Linked DNA regions of Sus scrofa: regions 2, 3 and 4 are each linked to region 1. The links are chromatin contacts, called in public Hi-C and promoter capture Hi-C maps. All regions are on one chromosome and are shown on one strand. The core of a region is the stretch at or near the end of the contact, and the rest is flanking DNA. Distances in the headings are between cores, read along the strand shown.

The links. Promoter capture Hi-C pulls out the DNA fragments that hold promoters and counts their contacts. A called contact is a pair of places that touch in the nucleus more often than the background predicts.
Region 2: a Hi-C map of fetal skeletal muscle shows a contact between it and region 1, with 1.9 times the contacts expected there. The contact joins the promoter of PBXIP1 here to the promoter of ADAM15 in region 1. A contact is called at or near these places in 1 of 5 promoter capture datasets (liver), 3 of 47 Hi-C or Micro-C datasets (embryonic fibroblasts, fetal skeletal muscle and liver) and 2 of 2 datasets of contacts at active chromatin or transcription factors (alveolar macrophages and skeletal muscle).
Region 3: a contact with region 1 is called in a promoter capture Hi-C map of liver, with 2.6 times the contacts expected there. The contact joins the promoter of EFNA1 here to the promoter of ADAM15 in region 1. A contact is called at or near these places in 1 of 5 promoter capture datasets (liver) and 1 of 47 Hi-C or Micro-C datasets (liver).
Region 4: a Hi-C map of skeletal muscle shows a contact between it and region 1, with 1.8 times the contacts expected there. The contact joins the promoter of FLAD1 here to the promoter of ADAM15 in region 1. A contact is called at or near these places in 1 of 5 promoter capture datasets (liver), 5 of 47 Hi-C or Micro-C datasets (heart right ventricle, liver, omental adipose tissue and 1 more) and 1 of 2 datasets of contacts at active chromatin or transcription factors (alveolar macrophages).

Annotation. Positions count from the first base shown.
Region 1 is chr4:94,745,279-94,750,589 of Sscrofa11.1, reverse strand. ADAM15 (disintegrin and metalloproteinase domain-containing protein 15) reads left to right here and starts at 2,497. Exons shown (of 21, transcript XM_001929336.5): 1 at 2,497-2,708; 2 at 3,931-4,037; 3 at 4,676-4,752. The coding sequence starts at 2,630. It overlaps DCST1 (DC-STAMP domain-containing protein 1), which reads left to right. Exons shown (of 16, transcript XM_021089738.1): 16 at 1,846-2,160. The coding sequence ends at 2,097.
Region 2 is chr4:94,834,483-94,839,793 of Sscrofa11.1, reverse strand. It overlaps PBXIP1 (pre-B-cell leukemia transcription factor-interacting protein 1), which reads right to left and starts at 2,429. Exons shown (of 11, transcript XM_021089739.1): 1 at 2,301-2,429. It overlaps PYGO2 (pygopus family PHD finger 2), which reads right to left. Exons shown (of 3, transcript NM_001185175.1): 3 at 3,246-5,311. The coding sequence ends at 4,975.
Region 3 is chr4:94,671,045-94,676,355 of Sscrofa11.1, reverse strand. EFNA1 (ephrin A1) reads left to right here and starts at 2,914. Exons shown (of 5, transcript NM_001123110.1): 1 at 2,914-3,005. The coding sequence starts at 2,914. LOC106510138 (a long non-coding RNA gene) reads left to right here. Exons shown (of 3, transcript XR_001308360.2): 1 at 1-483; 2 at 667-796; 3 at 2,372-2,457. LOC102158536 (a long non-coding RNA gene) reads right to left here and starts at 2,380. Exons shown (of 3, transcript XR_002343426.1): 1 at 1,777-2,380.
Region 4 is chr4:94,810,443-94,815,753 of Sscrofa11.1, reverse strand. FLAD1 (FAD synthase) reads left to right here and starts at 2,242. Exons shown (of 8, transcript XM_001929375.6): 1 at 2,242-2,411; 2 at 2,875-3,099; 3 at 4,702-5,311. The coding sequence starts at 3,019.

The DNA.
Region 1 (5,311 bases), core at 1,248-3,747:
CCTTTGTACCATTTCTAGGGCCGCTTCACAGCATATGGAGATTCCCAGGCTAGTGGTCTAATCAGAGCTGTAACTGCCAGCCTACGCCACAGCCACGCCAGATCCAAGCCGCGTCCGCAACCTACACCACAGCTCACAGCAACACCGGATCCTTAACCCACTGAACAAGACCAGGGATCGAGCCCACAACCTCATGGTTCCTAGTCGGATTCGTTAACCACTGAGCCACAACAGGAACTCCTGTAGTAAGGATTAAATGAGTTTCACTGTCATGATGCAGGCACGTAATTCATTGTGTGATCCTAGGCAAGTAACCACCTCTCCAAGCATCAGTTTTCTTGCCTGAAAAAGAGATGATGATAATAACAATATCTGCCTTCCATGGTTATTTTTTGAATTGAGTCAATTTACTTACAGTTTCTTGGTACAGGACCCACATTACTTAAAAAAAGTGTGGCAGCCGTTCTTATTCAATCAGCCCTAAGAAAGCTCTGAAAAGTGAGAGACTGTGTTTGCTTGACTTTTTCCTTCAGTGCCTAGAATCTCCAACTCCCATGATGCACAATAGGGGCTGAATGAATGTCTGATGAAAAAAATTAGCATACCATGCGAGCCGGTGAGCGTCATGTCCCCCTATTCCACCATCTTGATGCGGCCTCTTAAGAAACCCACTCAAAATGAACATACTGGAGTTCCCGTCGCGGCTCAGTGGTTAACGTATCCGACTAGGAACCATGAGGTTGCAGGTTCGATCCCTGGCCTTGCTCAGTGGGTTAAGGATCCGGCATTGCTGTGACCTGTGGTGTAGGTCGCAGATGCAGTTCGGTTGCTGCATTGCTGTGGCTCTGGCATAGGCCGGCGGCTACAGCTCTGATTCGACCCCTAGCCTGGGAACCTCCATATGCTGTGGGAGCGGCCCAAGAAATGGAAAAAAGACAAAAAAAAAAAAAAAAAGAAGAAGGCCAAGCCGAAGAGTTCTGCATTTTTCTGGCAGGAAGTGGGGCCCCTGGAGTCTCTTGAGCAAAGAGTGACATGATAAAGTAGCCTGAGAATTCCTGGCAATTGTGTGGAGAGAAGGTGGGGTGAGGGGGAGGGAGCATAATGAGCCAGGCTTATGATTTGGAATCAAGGTACCTAGGTCCAGCCAGGTTTGGTTATTTCCTGGCTGTCTGCCTTTGGAAAAATCACCTAACATTTGTGAGATTCATCTTTCTTACATATAAGGTGGGGGAACACAGTAGTAATAGTCTTACCTGCCCTACTCACTTCTCAGCCCCAAGGTAAGAATCAAATTAAGACACATTTGGGGAGGAGTTCCCCATGAGGCACAGTGGAAACGAATCTGACTAGTAACCATGAGGTTGCGGTTTGATCCTTGGCCTCGCCCAGTGGGTTAAGGATATAGTGTTGCCGTGAGCTGTGGTGTGGGTCGCAGACAAGTCTCAGATCCTGCGTGGCTGTAGCTGTGGTGCAGGTCGGCAGCTGTAGCTCCAATTCGACCCCTAGCCTGGGAACCTCTGTATGCTGCGGGTGCGGCCCGAAAAAGAAAAAAAAGAACAAGACAAATTATGGGAAAGTGTAAATGATGATGATTGTTGCTGTTACTGGTTGGTTCCTCCCAAGGCTGCATCCTCCCACTTCATCACGGAGGGAGGCTCACGGAGTGAAGGATGCTCTCTAGGATCCACTTCTTAGCAACCTTGTCTTCCAGGGTCTTCTGTGCCCAAGCTGGCTTCCCCCAACATGTAGACATAGTCAGTCCTTCAGACAAGAAGTGCTGTCCAATAACCCCTTCTCTCCTCCCTGCTCCTCGAAGAGCTCTAAACCTGCCTTGCCTGCCAACAGCGCCGCCGCCTGGCGGACATCCTGCACCGCCGCTGTCCTCTCTTGCGCCCCTGGCTCCGCCGGCGATGCGTGGTGTGCCAGGCATCCGAGACGCCCGAGTCCTACGTGTGCCCTACGCCTGACTGCGAGGCGGTGTACTGCCGATCCTGCTGGAACGATATGCGGCAGCGGTGCCCGGTCTGCACACCCCGCGAGGAGCTCTCCTCCTCCGCCTACAGCGACAGCAACGATGACGCTACCTATGCAGAGTGAAGGGGGTTCCTCCTCGCTCTCCCACATGCTCCTTCCTGTTTAATAAATGCTTAGTACACTCCTGTTGCCCGCGCTTCGCAGGGGTCCGATAAGGGAGGGCGAGCCCCGCTCTGCATGGCGGGCAATCAAGGGAATTGATCCGCCTGATCCGGGCAGACCCGGGCTTCAGGACACGCGGCTGGCAGGAACGGGTCCAGACCCAGGGCCAGGTGTAGGCGCGACTCCCAAGCCGGTCGGACCAGGCCTCCGCTCCCACCCTGCACAGTAGCCAGAAAGTGGCGGGACAAACCAGCTAGGGCAGCGCAGGGAATCTGAGTCGTTGGCTGAGTCCCCGCCTCTTTGGGACTGGGCGCTCGGCGGAGGCGGGGCCTTCCCGGGGGCGGAGCCTGGCCCTGGGCCCGGTGGGAGGGGGCCGGGCGGAGCCTGGTGACCGCTCTGCGCCGGGAGGTGCGTGAAGCAGACCCGGCCGCCGCTGCTCCTCGGCGAGCGGCCCAGCACCTGCTGCCCTCGCCCAGCCCCGGGCCCCGCTGCCATGCGGCTGGCGCTGCTCTGGGCTCTGGGGCTTCTGGGTGCGGGCAGCCCTCTGCCCTCCCGGCCGCTCCCAGATATAGGTGAGTGCTCAGCCAGGAGCGGGCCGGGGGCGGACTGGGAGGATGCAGGGGTAAGTCGGGAGGCACTGGGGTCCTGGGGTCGGCTGGAGACCCTGGGAGACCCCAACCGGGGCGCAGCCCGCCCTGGTCTGCTGTCCTGGACCGAGGGCTCGGCGACTCGGAGATGGAATGGAGAAGGAAGGAGGGGGGATGCCGGCGCTCGCTGCCCGGTTTTCCCCTGCTCCGTCCCTGCGGACACTTTTAGGCTCCGGCATCAGGCACCGAGGGGCCTGGACCAGCGCCTCCTCGGGATCGCGGTAGAGGGTCGCTGCTCCCCAGGACTGACGTCTTCGCTCCTCTGGGGCCTAGCTGCCCGTTCCACCCGGTGCCAGGGCGCCGAGTAGGCACGACTCCTAGGGTTTGGCGAAGAGAATTCTTCCTGGTCCCTCATCCCAGGCCTGAGCGGCCAGACACCGCTCACCCTGGTGCTGATGCCACCAGAAGCCTTGCTGGGCGGGAGGGGGTCCGGGAGGAGTCGGGAGTGGGGAGAATTGGCCGGGAAAGAGACTGGGACACCAACTCCTCCTTGGAACTTTCACTTCCCGCTGCTGTCTTGGGCCGGGGGCCGAGAGGGCAGGCGCGGGTGGAGTGTCCGGAGGAGAGAGGACCATTGTGGAGGGCAGGGGGCGGACTCCGGGAGGAAGCGGAGGCTGTGGGGAGCGGGTGTGCCTCGTTGGGCATGAGGGGTGTTTAGGGAGGGGGGTGTTTGCACTGCTCACCCAGAAATGGGCGTTGCCGGCATCTCTGATGTGAGGAAAGGGAGGGTGAGTGGGCACCGGGCCACAAGGCTTCGCCCAGTCCTGAGTGGGGGCGTTCCTGGGGCTGGGGGGGGGTCTTTGGAAGGGAATGGGAACTGGGGGAGGGTCCCTGTGAGAACCTGGGATTGGCCTGAGGGGGGACCGGGAGGGGCCACAGGCTGGACAAACTGAACTTCTTTCTGGGGACTTGTGGATGAGTTGGTGGGATGGAAGGGAAAAATTGGAGAGAGGCACGCCCCACCTCACCCCCCGCCCCGTTTAGTAGTCTCCTTTAAGTCCCAGCATGCAATGCAGGAGTCCTTCAAGCAGAGAAGGGCCTGGCTATGCTGGGAGCCAGGTGGGTCAAAGGATATCAGCACCCCCCCTCCCCAGTCCTGGTGCTGATTCTCTCAGCACTCTCTCAGGGTGTCCCGGGGTCTCTGCAGGTGGCACTGAGGAGGAGCAGATGAGGCCAGAGGAGGCCCTGAATGGGCCTTTGGAGCCCCAGATCCTTCAGGACAACCTCACCCTCAGCCTAGCAGAGGTGCTTCCGGTGAGCCTCCCTCGCCCCCCAAATAAAGAAACACACCCCCACCGGGCACCATCCTGAATAAACAGGTGTCTCGAGGCAAAGCCTGGTGGAGCAGCAACCAAGTGGACCTCACTGCAGCATGGCCATCCCAGGTCTGGCTGCCTCTCCCTCCGCAGAGCCGGCACCTGGCTTCACTTAGCTCCCTCTCCCCTCTATGCACACATCTGTCTGCCTCGGCCCCGCCCAACCCATCCATCTCCACGGAGAAATTCTGAGGCCAGACTTGCTCTCTGGGTCCCCTGTTGTCAGTTTTCTCAGTGGGGGGCCTTGGAGAGGGTCAGGGCCTCACCAAATACCCTCCCTTCCCAATTCTAAAGCTGAGTCAGAGGAAGGGCTGGGGCCCACACCGGGTGCTCCACCGTGCTTCCTCTCTGGGCAGGAAGCCGAGAAGGGGGGGCTAGGATACCTTCCTTGACCTCCCCGCACGACCCCCCAGAACAATGCCCCAGGCCAGGCAGGGCTTCCTGGTCCCTCCCTTGGGATCCCCCCACCAATGATCTAATCGTTGGTGCTCTCCTAAGGGCCTGAGGTTTTCTGGTTAGAGAAGATAGGAGTTTGGGGCAGGGCCAGGGAGGTGACATGCCCTCTGGTGCCCACAGACCGGTCTGCCTGAGGCTTTGCGGATCAAGTTGGAATTGGATGGTGAGAGTCATATCCTGGAGCTGCTACAGACTAGGTAATACTGACAGTGGTAACATTAACAACGACATGGTTAACAACCTATAGAGCATCGCCACGTGCCACGTGCTAAGAGCTTGAACTCATTTAATCCTCCTAACAACCCCATAAGGTAGATACTATTGTGTATTTTTTTTTCTTTTTTGTCTTTTTAGAGCCACACCTGCGGCATATGGAGGTTCCCAGGCTAGGGGTCTAATTGGAGCTGTAGCCGCCGGCCTACGCCACAGCCACAGCCATGCCAGATCCAAGCCACGTCTGTGAACCTACACCTTAGCTCACGACAACGCTGGATCCTTAACCCACTGTGCCAGGCCAGGGATCAAACCTGCGTCCTAATGGATGCTAGTCAGATTTGTTTCCGCTGAGCCGTGACAGGATCTCCCACTATTATGTGTTATTATGGGCCTCATATATGAAGTCAAGGCACAGAGAGGTTAAATACCCTGCCCAAGGTCCCACAGCTAGTGTGTGGTGAAAACTAGAATGGAACCCAGGTAGCCGAGCAGAGTTTGAGGCCCAGCCACCCTACTCTGCTGCCTCCAGGGGAAGCAGGA
Region 2 (5,311 bases), core at 1,180-3,679, 89 kb before region 1:
CCTTCAGGATGCAGACAGCAGCCTCAGCTGGGTTCTAACTGTAACGAAGGGCTGGGTACCAACTTCCAGAACCAGCCTGGTTCCAGGCCTTCTGATCCCAACACCTCAACTCTTCTTCTGGGCAGCATTTGCCTTGCAAATCACAACCTGCCAACAGCCACAGTGAAGCTTGCCCCTCCCAGGGACCAAAAGGGCCCTTGGGAAACTGGGAGATGGGACTGACCTTGAAAGGACAGAGTAGCATAGGGCTGGAAAGAAAGGCTTTGGGAAAAATCCAGGTCAACTCCCTCAAGTTATAGTCAGGGAAAACGAAGGCCAGAAAGTTGGCTGACTTGACTTGCCAAAGATGAACAGCTAATAAGAAGAGTGAGGCACAATCCAGCCCTCCCTTCACCACCTCAGGCTCCCCCACAATCACCACCCCTTCCCCCAGGGCTTGGAAGAGAAGACTCAATGGCCTCCTTCAGCCCCAAGTCTCCCCCTCACTGCAAGTCCTCCATATGGTCTAGTTCAGACTGGCTGCACATGGAATCACTCAAGATTCTGATACAGTCAGGTTCAAGACTCAGGCTTAGGCTTGGGCACGGGGCTTTTTTAAAACCTTCCAAACGATTCTCACGTGTAGCCAAGGTTGAGAAAAACTGGCACAGCTTAACTCCATCTGAATTAACCCGTACTAGTAGATCTCCTTGGCACGCTCACTCTCCATTTCCCTTCTTAGTAACCTCCAGAGTTTCATCGTAGAGAACGTGAAGGTGACTGGGAAGAGGGATTTATGGCAACTACCATGTATAATGCACTTTACAGGCTGCAAAGCCTGGACAAAAATCAGGGCTGTGATCCTACCCCCTGCGAACCTGCTCTGACTTGGCCAGGTGGCAGTGGGAAGTTACTCCAGCTTCCAAAGCCTGACACAAGGCAGGATAGGAAGATCGTAACCTACTCCTTCATCCATGGCCAAGACTGTCCCCCATCCAGGCTGGCAATGGTGGAGGGAGAGATGAGCTGACCCCCTAGAGTCTTAGATTCTGATCCTTTAGAAGGGGCTAAATGACGGCTTGCTGAGGGGTGAGAGGGGTGGCAAGTGGTAAAGGACTCTAAAAGGAAACCTTGGGAAAAGGAGCGAGGCTGGGGAACAAGCATGGCACTTCTACCCTAGGAAACCGCCACACTGCCCTCTTCTGTTTGAGCTCAAGTGAGTCCTACTCAGTGCCCTACAAACCTCCTGTGGCCCTTGTGCGTCAAGATCCAAGCCCAGGACAGATGAAGGACACCTCACAGTGTCTCCCAAGACCTATGCCTTCCAAACGCATGCACCCACCCCACAAGGAGACAGGAGAAGGGCGCAATGACTTCCCCACATCCCACAGGACACCCCTGGCAGGCTTCACAGGCATCCAGAGAACCATCACTGTGCAGCCTTCTGGTCTCAAGCCCCTCCCCCACAGTTCTGTCATCATCTCCCCATCCTCAGTTGCTGTGTGTGACTTTTAACAGGTGGTGGCAGGGAAGTGGCAGCAGCTTGGGCTGAAGTCCCTGTTTATCCTTAGCTGTATACGGCCTGCTCCGGTCCTCCAGAACCAGGCACCATGGTAACCACAGTGATGTCAGACCCACTGTCTCCATGGAAACCAGCAAGGTATTTGGGTCAACAAGACAAACACTTCTGAGACCTAAACAGGAGACAGTCCGGAACCCCTGCACTCAGAGTTCCAAATACTTGTTGGTCTCTCTCCCTTGGTTGGGTTCACCCAAGATTCCAAAAGATCTCCCTGTTCTCCCAAGCCAGCATCTCACTGCCCTATTAGGAAGTTCCTCCAGCTGTCTAATCTCCACCCTGGCCCACGGTGTTTTCAGATCTCTTTCTTCTCATCAACCTCTAGGAAGAAAACCCACCTCCACCCCCTCCTCTTTCTTTTCATTCAAGTAGGATTCAACAAAAACACCCTATAAGGATTGTCAGGAACTTGGGCTACTTCCAAAAGACAACTAAAGGGGGAGCTCTCCCACCCTCCGTAAAAAGCTGGAAAGTCTCGTCTAGCTGATTTCAACCCCCCATAAGAGTTGCTCCCCCAAATCTCTAGAGCAAATGACACAGGGCTGCAAAAACTTGCCTGGGAGACCTAAAGCAAGTTCCTGTTTTGGAAACGGCCGCCCATGATCCCCCTTCCGCCGGCCAAGAAGCGACAAACTAGCTCTGAAGATCCTCGGAGGAGCCCAACCGCTGGAGTTCTGGCCCCCCTCACCTCTATCCTTCCTCGCACAGGGATCCCTGTGGGCCCTTCTCACCGGGGCTTTACCTGATCCTGCTCCTGGCTTCAGTCTTCCCCTGAACTTGTTGCTGCCTCTCCAGCTTTACAGCGCCAAGAAAGGCAGGTCATGTGACCTAGAACCGGCCAATAGAAAGTCAACTTCCCTGAGGGGGCGGAAACTTTTGGCCAATAACAGCTAGACTGGAGAGCCACGGGAGGGGAAAGGAGGGGGGGAACTGCAGAGCCCCGCAACCTGGTTCCCCTCCCTGCGGGACGGCTGGAGTGCCAGCAAACTGAATATTGTCACCTCCCCTCCTGGGAGCAGCGTCTAAAGAATTTCTGGAGCCAAGACCCAAAACTGAAAGGCAAAGGGTGGCTTCTCTAAGACAAGGGGCCAGGTTGGTCCCAGGATAGACAGAGACAGCTGCAGGATGGGGGAGGGGAGTGGCCAATTGCGGGTTGGAAATAGCCCTTCGGCCACTCTCATGCTGCCCCAGTGCGGATTGTTTAAGGATGCCGCTATTTACAAAAAAAAGATGAGGGGGGCCTGAAAAGTATCCAAAAATGAAAACTTCCGGACCCAGGGGCAGCCCCTGATCCCACCCTTGGAGCTATGCTCGCTGCCTAACCCAAATAACTGGGGAGTGGGGTTGTGGGCGCTAAACCCCCAAGCACTAAAGACAGTTGTCTCCCCTGAAGACTTGGAGCCAAAGCTCCGGCTTGGCTCCAGGCCTGGCCCAGGAATGTGCTCAGAAAGGAAACTTGTTCCTCACAGCAGGGACACGGGGGGAGAGGCAGGGAGCACAGGCCTCCCTGGGCTTAGCTGTTTGTACCAGGGCCAGCCCAGAGGGCTGAATCTTTCTGCTGTTCCCACTTCCAGAGACACCCCCCCACACACACACGGATACCTATCTTCACCCCCAACCAACCTGCCCAGGGATGACTGGCCCATTCCAGCCTTGTACCCACACATCAACAGCAAGGGCTCCAGTCTGGATTTTCCAAAGTCATTTTATTAATCCAACCGTACAAAACTTTCCCCACATCTCTGCCACCCCCACTTGCTTCCAAAAAGTTGTGGAGTGAGGGGGAGAGAGGGATTGAGCTGACACCCCACCACCACCGCCGCCCCTCAGGAGCCACCTTACAAAATGCTGCCATGGGAGAGACCACAAAAATAGCAACAGATGGAAGAGGAGCGAACAGAACCACAAACACAACACAAAGTTGAGGGAGGGGGGTGCCATCTCTGCTGTCCGGTGGGAAGAACCCTGGAGAAGAGAAGCCCAGAGGCCGCTGCCTTCTTTTTCACAGCCTCAAAGGCTGAATGCTGCACTGGCCAAGTTCTGCAGCATCCGTGTCTTCTCTTCACACGGGGAAGGGCCAGCAAGGGACCCCCGGCTCCCGTCGGGGCCACGCCCCAAGCCTGCCTTCCCCACCCCACCGAGGAATGTGAGCTCTGGCTGTAAGGGAGGGAGCAGCTGTGAGGGACTCCTCCTCAGGACCAAGGCCCTTCTCTGGCAGGCAGTGCTTTAAAAATGAAATAAGAACTAAGCCCAGCGCAGGACCCTGGCTGAGACGAATGGGAACAACTAGATGACCTCGCCCGAGCAGATACAAAGAATAGCAGGGGAAGAGAGAAGCAAAAAACATCCAGGCTCTGGACTGATTTTAGTACCATGGCAATGAGGGTCCCGCCGTGCCTCCCCAACCCGCAGGCCGTGACAGGCGTGCTTTCATCAGGAGAAATAATGAGGTATGAGGGCTCCACGCCTTTTCAAGCTTTCTTTCCATCAAGCCACCAGGGAGACAGGGAAATAAGGGCGCCAAAAGTTGAAGACCAGCGCTGAGAAAAATGTGCAACACAGGGGCAAGGGGGAAGGCAGTACAACCAGAGTCTAGGCTTCCAGGACAGTCTAAATGTCAAATATTCTGGTCTGTCAGACCACATATCCCAATTTTTGGCAAAAATATGATCATTAGGGAAAAAGCACAAGAGAGGCTGGGAAAGGACCAGTGACTTTGGTATGAGGGGGATATGTCCTGACAGCATCTCTTACCTACTGTTTCGAAGCCCCAAATCACCAAGAAACGGCCACAGCCACGAACTCTCCTGCTTCTTCAAGCTATTTGGTTCTCTCTGAGGGAGGAGGAGTTGGGTGGGTCTTGGAAGAGGCAAAGGGAGGGAAGGACAGAGGAAAATCTCCATTTATTCCCTAAAGCTGTCTCCCAGCGCCCATGAAAGGACTACTGCAGAGATGGGAAGAGACCCCAACTCTTCTGGCCAGAAACCTTTAATATTAGACTCCAAAAACTAAGGCTGGAGCTGCGGGGCTACAGAAGCGTTAGGCACAGGTGTTGGGGGCATCCGTCGTCTGCGGAGGGGGCGCCCCTGCCCTTCAGATCTTCCTCCAGCCTCTTTTCTCTTGCAGCCATACCCCCAGGCCTCCAGAGACAGCCACCAAAAACGGCTCTGCTCGGCAGGGCTTTGGTTTTCTGGACCTCGGTAGATCTCAATGCACAAGTTTCCAGAAAAGTGAGCGATCCAGGCTCTTCTGCCTGCCCCCCCTCAGTTCCTTTTCTGCCCCCAGGAGCCACTGTGTTTCTGCCGCCCCATGGGGATGGGAAGCCGGGGGAAACAAGGACTAAGAGCCAGACAGGCCAACAATCATCCTGCAAGAGCAGGGAGGAATGTACACACTTCCCTGGCACCTGGCCGGCATCACCCATCGTTAGCCACCACCAGCTGCCCCATGCCTTCTCGGATGTAGACAGACTGGATCTCCTTGGTCTTGAGGCAGAGATCACAGGCCCAGACGGCAGAGGCCTCGGTGGTCAGCAGCCCATAGGCGCTCTCAGTCATGCCCGTGCACTCGCGGTGGAACCACTTCTGGCAGGAAGCCTCGCACAGAATGGCATCTTGGTCGTCGTTCACCTCACTGCGACAGGCACCACATGGATACACCAGGCCTGGGGGAGGCTGGGGCCCTGAGCCCCCACCTGCCTTGCCAGGGGGTGCCAGGCTATTGGCATCTGGGGTGCCCCCACCCCGCCCACTG
Region 3 (5,311 bases), core at 1,665-4,164, 75 kb after region 1:
GATCGAGCTGTGGGTCTGCAGCGCAAGCTCTTCCCCTGAGCAAATGTGTTGTATAAATGGTGTCTTATCTACTTCCCCTACTGGTCTGAGGACTAACCAAGGGCAGAGGTTTTATCCTAGACGCACTCTTACCCTCGGTGCCCATCACAACAGCTGGCATCTAGAGGTGCCCCATTAGGTCTGACGAACGACCTCCAAACGCACAAATACAGGAACAGGAGAAGCGTGATGAGCTCCAAGCCTCGAGAGGGAATGTTGGGGACAGCGCCAAGCCAGAGAAAGGGCTCCGCGTCCTGTTCGTGCCCAGAATTTCCCCCCACCTCTTCTCCACCCGTTTTGCTCCAGCCCTAGACACAGGCGGGGCGGGAACGGACGTGGCCCCGCCGGGCTGGGCCGAGCGAGCCCGAACCTGCCCGGCCCAGCGGCGCAGCCCAGGGACCCCACACGTTCCCGCCCAGCAATCCCAGCGGTCAGAGAAACCCGGTAATGTGCCCCCAACTGTCCCCTCCGGGGGCAATCCTGGGCGACCCTCTCTGAAGAGCCACCGTCACCACTTCCCTCTCTAACCCCTCTGCCGTTTTCAGAGCAGCACTTCCTGCAGAACTAACACTGAGCAGTATTTTCACTCACTCTACCAAGATTTCTTGACTACCTACTGTGTGCTAGGTGCTGTGCCAGGCGCTGGCAATACAGTAGTGAACAAGCAAAAATCCCTGCCCTCGTGGAACTTCGGTCTATGGGACAAGAGCAGGGGCGGGGTAATCCCACCGGGGACACGTGGGAGGCTGACACCCAGGTGAGCAAAATGCGCGTGAGGCGCTGCCCTGGGCCTGGTCGGCGGGTAGACTTCGACCCCGGCGGGAGGGGCGGGCTGCACCTGGGGTAAACGTGGGGCCGGGCACGTCGCCTGGGGCAGGTGCGCGCGAGGGGGTGGGGTAGGGTCCGTGCGCAAAGCCTGGCCGAGACCCGGACACGAGGTCACAGGGCCAAGTACCTAGTCTGCGCTAGGTAAATATTTATCCTACGCGCGGCAGGACGGGCCGAGTCTGGCCTCTAGCCGCTTGCGCCCCACGCGGGGTGGGGCCAGCTCGGGCCCTCCCCCCGCTCCAGGCTCCTCCCCGGCGGGGGTCACCGCGGGACTTGCCGCAGCGTCCCGGCCCGAGTAATTACAGGGAGCTGTAGCCAGGCCTGGCCGTAAAAGAGGAGGATGAAACAGCCTGGGAACCAGGGAAGCTGGGCCCAAGCCTTCGGGGCCCCTGGGTCTGCGGCTTCCCACGTTGCGCAGCCGCGTGAAAAGGCTGGCCAAGGGTGCGCACAGAGTCGCAAAACCAACTCTGGGCGCGCATGCACACAGCCCCACAATCACACACATGAACCACCAAACGCACGCAGGCACACAACAGTCGGCCCTCCAGCTCCACACACACACACACACACACACACACACACACGAGCCTAATCAAACACCTGCCCGCCCTCTCCACTCTGAGAGCTGGGAGGCAGACACCCACCCGCCAGCCCTGCTCCAGACGGCAGCAGATCCCGGCGGGGAGAGGAGCCCCGAGAGGCGAATTCCAGAGGGTTTGTTTACACGGCGCGGGGGAGGGGGCGAGCTGGGTACCGGGGCCTGACTGACTGGGAGACCCAGACGCCCAGCCTGGGACGCTGCACAACAACACCCATTGCCTGTCCCCAGCCCCCGGCCCCCAGATACAGCTCGCCTGTGCACGCTTCCCCTCCCCTTCACGCGCTGTTCACAAACATTAGCATACGTACGTCAAAGTTTCACACGCTTCCCCACACGCCGCTGTGATACTACTCACAAATGCTTTCACACTTGCGCGCCATCACACGTATTTACACATGCCAGATGCACATGTGTAGTTACAGTTTGTCACTCTTCAGGCCCAGATTCTCACAGTCCATATTTCAAAGCCTGTTCGCAGGGGTACACAACGTGTGTTGGCATACACACACACACACACACACACAGATCATTAGTGCTCTTTGGCCCTTTAGAAACAAGAGCGAACCCTCTCGCAGGCCCAGGATCCCGAATGTCCCTCCCTCTCACAGGCACTGATGGACAGAGGCGCCCTTAGCCCTGGCCGCACATGTTACACACACTTGATCACACACAGGGTCGCACTTTATTCCCGGCATCTAGGCGATGACACAATCTCCCGAACAAAGACAACATTGACAAACCCAACAAAAACAAACAGCCGCGTGTGTGGGGAGGGGCAGCCGATCGCAGAGTCCGGGAAGGGGGTTGGGGTAGGAGAAGAGTGTGGGAACGCGGGCGCCCGAGCTTGGGTGTGCAAGGCTCAGGAAAGATGCGGGACCTATCAACCGCCTCGCACCCCGCAAGATCCGCACGCAGCGCCGCCGGGGAGGTCCGGCCCCCGCGTGCTCCAAGACCCACATGTGGAGTCCGCTCCCTTCTCCCGCACGCGACTGCGCCCGGGACACTGACCCACCAACCCGCACAGGCCCACAAAGCTGCACAGGGACCCACGAGTGAGCAAACACACAGCGCTGAGTAGATTTGTCGGGCCGAGGTGCGCGCTCCCCTCGGCTTCCCCCCGCCCTCCCCTCCTCCACCTCCCCCCTGCCCTCCCCTCCTCCACCTCCCCCCTGCCCTCCCCTCCTCCACCTCCCCCCTGCCCTCCCCTCCTCCACCTCCCCAGCCCCCAGGCCCCAGGGCGGCCGCACGCCGGGCGGGGCGGGGCGGGGCGGGGCGGGGCGGGGGCGGGGCGGGGTGTCGGGCGGCGCCGGCCCAAAAGGCGGAGTCGCGAGGCGTAGGGGCCAGAGCTGTGAGCACGGTGCTGAGTGAGCCGCCTCGAAAGCCAGCGGGAACCTAGACCCCGAGGAGCCCCCTCGTCCCCGGCCGGCCTGGCCAGGCCCCGCGCTATGGAGTTCCTCTGGGCCCCTCTCTTGGGTCTGTGCTGCAGTCTGGCCGCTGCTGACCGCCACACCGTCTTCTGGAACAGTTCAAACCCCAAGTAAGCCCGAGTCTCCGGCCGACAGCCTGGGCGCCCGGTTGGCACTGCTCCCCGTGTCCAGGTTAACTGTCCCAGCCACCCCCTAACCTGAGTCTTTGGGGGGGGCGGTGACCGGCGGCGGGAGGGATCCCGTGGATTTCCTTCTCCCCCGTAACTGGCAGTACCCCACCCCCAGGCGGGACCCTGCCCGCGTCGGCTTGCACAGGCACGGTTTCTGCGCTTCTTTCCTTCCCTCTGGCACCCCTGTTACTCCGAAGTGAGGGACCCACGCTGAGCAGTTCCTGCCTCCAGCAGGGGCCACTCTCCCTGGCCGCCAGAGCTCTTGTTCTAGGCCCTTCCACGGTGAAAGCCCCTGTGCCTCTCCTTGGGTGTCACTTGGCCATCTGCCTACACTGACAGGTCTCGACATTAGGAGTAGGCAGAATGCTCACTGTAATCCTGCGAGGACCCTTCAGCAGGGACCTGGGTGCAGGTATTAAGTGTTCATTCTGTATTTAAAGTGTCCCTGGAAAGACCCCACCACCAGCACCACCAAGGGCCCTTTGGGTGGCACAAGTGAGGTACATGCTCTGTGTGCGTAGGCTTTGGGGAGTCACCTGCTTCTGAGATTCAGGTAGTAAAACTGGAGAGAATAGGGGAGCGAGGTCATGGGAAAGGTTCCAAAGGCCGGGAAGGGGGTTAAAGGGTTACGAAGGGCTTTGGGCAGGAAGGAGTTAATTTCTCCTGGGCAGGTTTAGGGCTGTGAGGCAAATGGTACTGGGAGGAAGAAGCTCCATCGGACCCTTTGTTCTTTGTTCTTGAGTTTTCTGAAGTTATGGGAACAATATTTGCGGGGAAAACAGGCCAGCGGGAACCTAGACCCCGAGGAGCCCCCTCGTCCCCGGCCGGCCTGGCCAGGCCCCGCGCTATGGAGTTCCTCTGGGCCCCTCTCTTGGGTCTGTGCTGCAGTCTGGCCGCTGCTGACCGCCACACCGTCTTTTGGAACAGTTCAAACCCCAAGTAAGCCCGAGTCTCCGGCCGACAGCCTGGGCGCCCGGTTGGCACTGCTCCCCGTGTCCAGGTTAACTGTCCCAGCCACCCCCTAACCTGAGTCTTTGGGGGGGGCGGTGACCGGCGGCGGGAGGGATCCCGTGGATTTCCTTCTCCCCCGTAACTGGCAGTACCCCACCCCCAGGCGGGACCCTGCCCGCGTCGGCTTGCACAGGCACGGTTTCTGCGCTTCTTTCCTTCCCTCTGGCACCCCTGTTACTCCGAAGTGAGGGACCCACGCTGAGCAGTTCCTGCCTCCAGCAGGGGCCACTCTCCCTGGCCGCCAGAGCTCTTGTTCTAGGCCCTTCCACGGTGAAAGCCCCTGTGCCTCTCCTTGGGTGTCACTTGGCCATCTGCCTACACTGACAGGTCTCGACATTAGGAGTAGGCAGAATGCTCACTGTAATCCTGCGAGGACCCTTCAGCAGGGACCTGGGTGCAGGTATTAAGTGTTCATTCTGTATTTAAAGTGTCCCTGGAAAGACCCCACCACCAGCACCACCAAGGGCCCTTTGGGTGGCACAAGTGAGGTACATGCTCTGTGTGCGTAGGCTTTGGGGAGTCACCTGCTTCTGAGATTCAGGTAGTAAAACTGGAGAGAATAGGGGAGCGAGGTCATGGGAAAGGTTCCAAAGGCCGGGAAGGGGGTTAAAGGGTTACGAAGGGCTTTGGGCAGGAAGGAGTTAATTTCTCCTGGGCAGGTTTAGGGCTGTGAGGCAAATGGTACTGGGAGGAAGAAGCTCCATCGGACCCTTTGTTCTTTGTTCTTGAGTTTTCTGAAGTTATGGGAACAATATTTGCGGGGAAAACAGGAGCAGGGGGCAGGGTGGAGGAGGGAGAGGAGGGCTGGGCACCTGGGGTCCCAGGAAAACCTCTGCACTCCGCCTGGCCACCCCCCAGCCCTGGCAGGCCCCCACTCCCCTTGAGAAATAGATCGTGCCAGTTTCCTGTGACCCTGGGGCAGCATTGCCTGGTCAGGGGTCTGTCATCCATGGTTTGTTGTTCAGGGAGGGAACAGCCAGCTGCCCACCCCAGAGGCCAAAGCTCTTTGGCCCATCGGGCCACCCGACAGGGCAGTGCCATCAGCCCCCCCCCCACTTTTTCTGTCTATTCTTTGCTTCTTTGACCCAATCTTGTCCTGGAGGGAGAGACCAAAGTCCCTGTTTATGCCCATGCCAGGTGTTGGCTGAAGGAGGAGGAGGGGACAGGAAGCCGTGAGTAGGGAGGGGGGGACTCTGGCCTTTTCCGTTCCCAAGCTCCCAGGTTTCCTCTCTTTC
Region 4 (5,311 bases), core at 993-3,492, 65 kb before region 1:
GGTTTTTCTCCCCCCTCCATCCCATTCACTATCGTGGTTCTAATTACATGCCCTTCGGTGAGATAATGAAGCTCAGCTCTTTGCAGATAATGAGGTTTATTTCAACCTCAGGTAACTGGTTTTTAATCTACTTTAAGCAGACTTTGCTGTCAAACAGCTACTGAAATACGTTTCTAACTACAGGCCTAAGAGGTTATCTAGGGACAACATCATCTCATCAAAACAAATGAACTGTTTTCTATGGTCATGGATGCTGCTAAGATAGCTCTGATTTTTGAAGAGCATACAAGGGTAATGAGAGGGGCCTGTCAGCCAGAGGCTGCTAGTGCACTTCACTTCCTGCCCAGCCTAAGGCTCGGGCACACCTATGGCCTGTTCACTCCACACACTGGTTTAGGGGTGTTTTCAGTGGTTCTCACTTTGAGCATTGGAATCGTCTGGGTGGCTTTAGAAGTGCTGATGCCTGAGTCTTTCCCAAGGAAGTCGACATAATTGGTCCAGGGTGTGGCCTGGATGAGGGGATTTCAAGTATTCTTATACAGGTAGTTACAGCACTAACCTTTGAGAAAATAATTGTAAACTGTGGCTATTTAAGAAAACATGTCGCCCAAGAATTAACCCACTACTTTTAACAGTAGTGCTAAGTAAGGGGAATTAACCTCCTCCCTTCTGCCGGTCTTCCATTCATTTATTCCTAAAGCGGTAGTTCAAGTGTGGTCCCTGGTAGAGAAGCATCAGTATCACCTGGAAACTCAGAAGTCCACGTTCTTGGGCTCCACCCTGTACCCACTGAATCTGAGGGTTGGACCTAGTGACATTTTAACAAGCTCTCTAGGTGATTCTGATGCACATTTTAAGCTTGAGAACCCGCTGTAAAGGATGGGACCAGAGCTGATGGTTGGGGGTTGGGGGGAGTGTCACATATCGTTATTACTAATACAGATCATTTCGCATATGGCTTATGTAATTGGGAAAGCCCGATTTTTTTTTTTTTTTTTTTTTTTTTTTTTCTTTTTGAGCTGAGATTCTTTGAGTTGGAAGAAACACGGGGCTTATTGAGAAAGAAGGGACTAGAAGCCTGGCTCTACCATTCACTGTGGTGTTTCTGCGGTTGTTTGGGATAGTAAATTCAGGCCAGGTGTGGTTCAACAGTGCTCCAGATGAATGAATTTTAGACTTTTAGGAAAGAGTGTCGTCAGCATGACAGGAGGGTTTGTTAAATGCAGATCTCAAGCCCCACCTAAACCTCCAGAATCCCATAGATTTAATCAGCACATTAAAAAGGCCCCCCCTTATGATTCATGAGTATTAGGGTTTAAGAAGTACTTTTTAGACTAAAAGCAAGTGAAATAAGAGGAAGCTAGAATAATATGATAATCCAAAATAGACACATGGCACTCCCTAGTCACTGCCCTCACTTGTACCCACAAGACCAATTAACTGGGAGAGGTTATGTTTAAAGAACCATCTGGAACAAGGTGGGGCAAGACTTTTTCTTGTCGAAGAGGTTTAAGTAATTAGCTTTATTGTTTATAACAGGGACAAATGAAAGTTCCATACACTAAAAGCTCACCTCCAGGATCTTGCTACCTCACAGGCAATGCTGCCAATTTTTTTGGTGTCCGTGCAACTTCCATCTGCTACAATATAAAATCCCCTCTGATATTAGCCCCTGACCCCTTAGAATGAGTCATCTGTTAATGAATAACAGATATGCATACAAGAATCTGAATACAGGAGTTCCCGTCGTGGCTCAGCAGTTAACGAACCCGACTAGCATCCATGAGGGCGCGGGCTTGGTCCCTGTCCTCGCTCAGTGGGTTAAGGATCTGGCGTTGCCGCGAGCTGTGGTATAGGTTGCAGACGCGGCTCGGATCTGGCGTTGCTGTGGCGTAAGCCGGCGTCTACAGCTCCAGTCGGACCCCCAGCCTAGGAACCTCCATATGCCGCAGGTGCGGCCCTAAAAAGACAGGCCCAAAAAAAAAAAAGAAATATGAACACAGAAAGGAGATTAGAGTCAAGCCTCCCTTTACTTCCACCACCAGACAGGAAACCCCAAAGCCCTTAAAGCACCTGCACCCCTCATCGCTCCTTTCACTCCAGAGACGCCCCAAATCCCGCCCCGAGGGAAAAGAAGCCCCGCCCCCGACTGAAGGCCAGCCCCCACGTTTCCGGGTAAGGGGTGACCACGTGGTTGTCACCAATAACAACCCAGCACTACTCCCGCCCACTGGCTACAGCTCTCGAGCGATGATCGACTACACCAATGGGCCCTTAGAAGTAGTCTGAGCGACAGCCAAAATGACCAATTAATACGAGGTAGGTATGAGTCTAAGGCGGGACTCTGAGTACGGAAGCTGCCCCGAAACAGGAGGAGAGAGGGAAAGACCCGGTGAAAGGGCAAGAGGCAGGTGAGAACCTGGAAAAGCTCAGTAGTCTGAAGCGTGGCGGGAAGAGACAGTATTCCGGGCTGGAAAGGGTGCGGAAGGCTGCAGAAGAAGGGGCTGAGTTCTGGTTGGGGGTGGAGGGAGGGAACGCATTTAAAGGGGCCAAGGCCCAGGCTAAGGTAGACATTTAAAGGAACAGGTGCGGTAAAGAGAAGAGACATTTATTTAAAGGCGCAGATGCGCAAGGTAGAGCGGACCCTAGAGGAGCCGAGTTCGGCGGGCAGAAGACATTTAAAGTGGTAGATGTTCTGGAGGGAACATTTTCAGGAGACTAGAACCGAGCCTAGAAAACATAAAAAGAGGTATGGGCTAGGGTTTGAGAGCAGGTTTATTAAAGGGGCCGGTGTAAAGGAGTCGATTGTCAAGGGCCTAATGAGGAAGACGGTGCACTCCTGCTCTCCCCTATTGTCCTTTCTGGCTCCTCCAGGTTCCCTCGACCCCGGAACCCCTGTTCCCAGGCTATGACCCCCAGTGCCCTGTAGATCTGGCGGGCCCCCAGTGCTTGCGACCCCTATTTTGGGGTCTGGGTGGCTACTGGAGGGCCTTGCGGAGGGGCAGAGAAGGCAGGACCATGGCATCTAGGGCCTCTGAACCTCCCCCAGGGCGCAGCGTGACGGCGGGCATCATCATTGTTGGAGATGAGATCCTCAAGGTGTGTCTGGGACAGAAGAGGGGGGAGGGTGCAGCGTTCTCCTAACACGTTCTGTTAAGGGAGGGTGAACCAGGGTGGGAGCCCCCCTTGCTACCGTAGGGTCCTGGAGTGAGTCCAGTATATTGCAGGAAGAGTGACCTTCATTTATTCAATTACTCTGCTGAAAAACTTGTAGCAAAGTCCCTATAATTAGCCATGCTGTGTGGGAGGGGAGGAGAGGCTTTAACAGCAATGATGAGGAGGAATTCCGGGTGTGGCACAACGGGGATAGGCGGCTGCTTCTCTGGAGCGCTGGGCCACAGGTTCCAGTCCTGGCTGGCATAGTGGGATACAGTGGGTTAAGGATCCAGAAGTGCCGCAGCTGGACCATAGGTCACAACTGCTGCTCAGATCTGATCCCTGGCCTGAGAACTCCATATGCAGTGGGGTGGTGGGAAAAAAAAAAATGACAAGGAGTCCCATGTATACAGGAGGTATTATTTCAGAGTTATAGCCAGCCTAACTGGAAAATGATCCGAGGCATTCAGCAGAGTAGCTAAGTGGGATGGAAGGAAAGTACCAGAAGGGAGAAATCCCTTCTGAATGATCAAGGAAGTCTCATGAGAGGTCACGGTGAGCATCAGGTTCACAGTAGTACTATTACGTGCTTACTAGGGCCTGGCAGCGTGCTTATTACATGGCCTGTGTGGTTTTACTGATCCTCACAACAACCCCATGACGTGGGTATTTTTACTGTCAATATCAATGAATAGATTATGAGAATAAGGCTCAGAGTTGAGAGACTCACCCATGTGGAACAGCAGCTAAAAAGTGGTAGATGGGATTCCAACCCGATTCTCACTCCAGAGTCACCCTTAACCGCTAAACTCTGTGGAGAAGTAGAAGGAGATGGAGCTGGAAAGGAAGAGTGCATACACACCATAGACAGGCGGCCTCGAATATTCTGCAGAGGTATTTGAACTTTATTCTGTACAGGGTTGGAAACAACAAATGGCTTTTGAGCCAAGAGTGATGCAATCACAGTGACACGTTAGGAAGGTTATTCGGGACGCATGGGGCAGGGCGCTGTGGCTGGAGGCCGGGAGCCTGGCCAGGGGTCTGTCGCCACTGTCCAGGTGAAAGGTGCCAAGGACCTGTTTGGTGGCAGGAGGGACAAGAGAAGAGAGCAGATGGAGAGACACATTTCAGAAGTAGAGTTGACAGCATGAAGGGGCTGACTGGCTGTGGACAGTATCTGGGGATGCCATTGACCAAGGTGACAACAGCCTGGGTTGGGGGAAGGATGCCCAGGAAGCACTTGGAACCAGGAGACCGAAACTGTCAGAGTTGCTGAGGAAGTGGAAGAGCTGTCCATGTACGATTGATGATTGAATCCAGAAGCATAGATGAGGTCAAGGTCAAAGGACAGAGATGGAAGCCCAAGGTGGTTCACATCATCCCTGACTCCACATGGATCTTGCCACTCTTGTGCCCAGTCAGGGCTGGTGTCCCCCCAAGAGCAGAGGGCCCCACCCCCAGGCACATGCAGCCTCCTTCCTTCCCCCTCTGCCCTTCATCCCCACAGCACTGACACACTCGTCTTCCCCACCCCCCATCTCCCAGGGACACACTCAGGACACCAACACCTACTTTCTGTGCCGGACGCTGCGCTCCCTGGGGGTCCAGGTGTGCCGAGTCTCCGTTGTGCCCGACGAGGTAGCCACCATTGCAGCTGAGGTCACGTCTTTCTCCAGCCGCTTCACCCACGTCCTCACAGCAGGGGGCATCGGCCCCACCCATGATGATGTGACCTTTGAGGCAGTAGCACAGGCCTTTGGGGACGAGCTCAAGCCCCACCCTGAGCTGGAAGCGGCCATCCGAGGCCTAGGAGGGGAAGGCTGGGAGAAGCTGTCGCGGGTGCCCTCCTCTGCCCGCCTGCATTATGGCACAGACCCTCGCACAGGCCGTCCCTTCAGGTTCCCACTGGTCTCTGTCCGAAACGTCTACCTCTTCCCCGGAATTCCGGAGCTGCTGCGGCGGGTGCTGGAGGGGCTCAAGGGACTGTTCCAAAACACGGCTGTTCAGTTCCACTTGCGGGAGCTGTATGTGGCAGCTGACGAGGCCTCGATTGCCCCCATCCTGGCTGAGGCCCAGGCCCACTTTGGGCGCAGGCTTGGCCTGGGTTCCTACCCTGACTGGGGCAGCAACTACTATCAGGTGAAGCTGACACTGG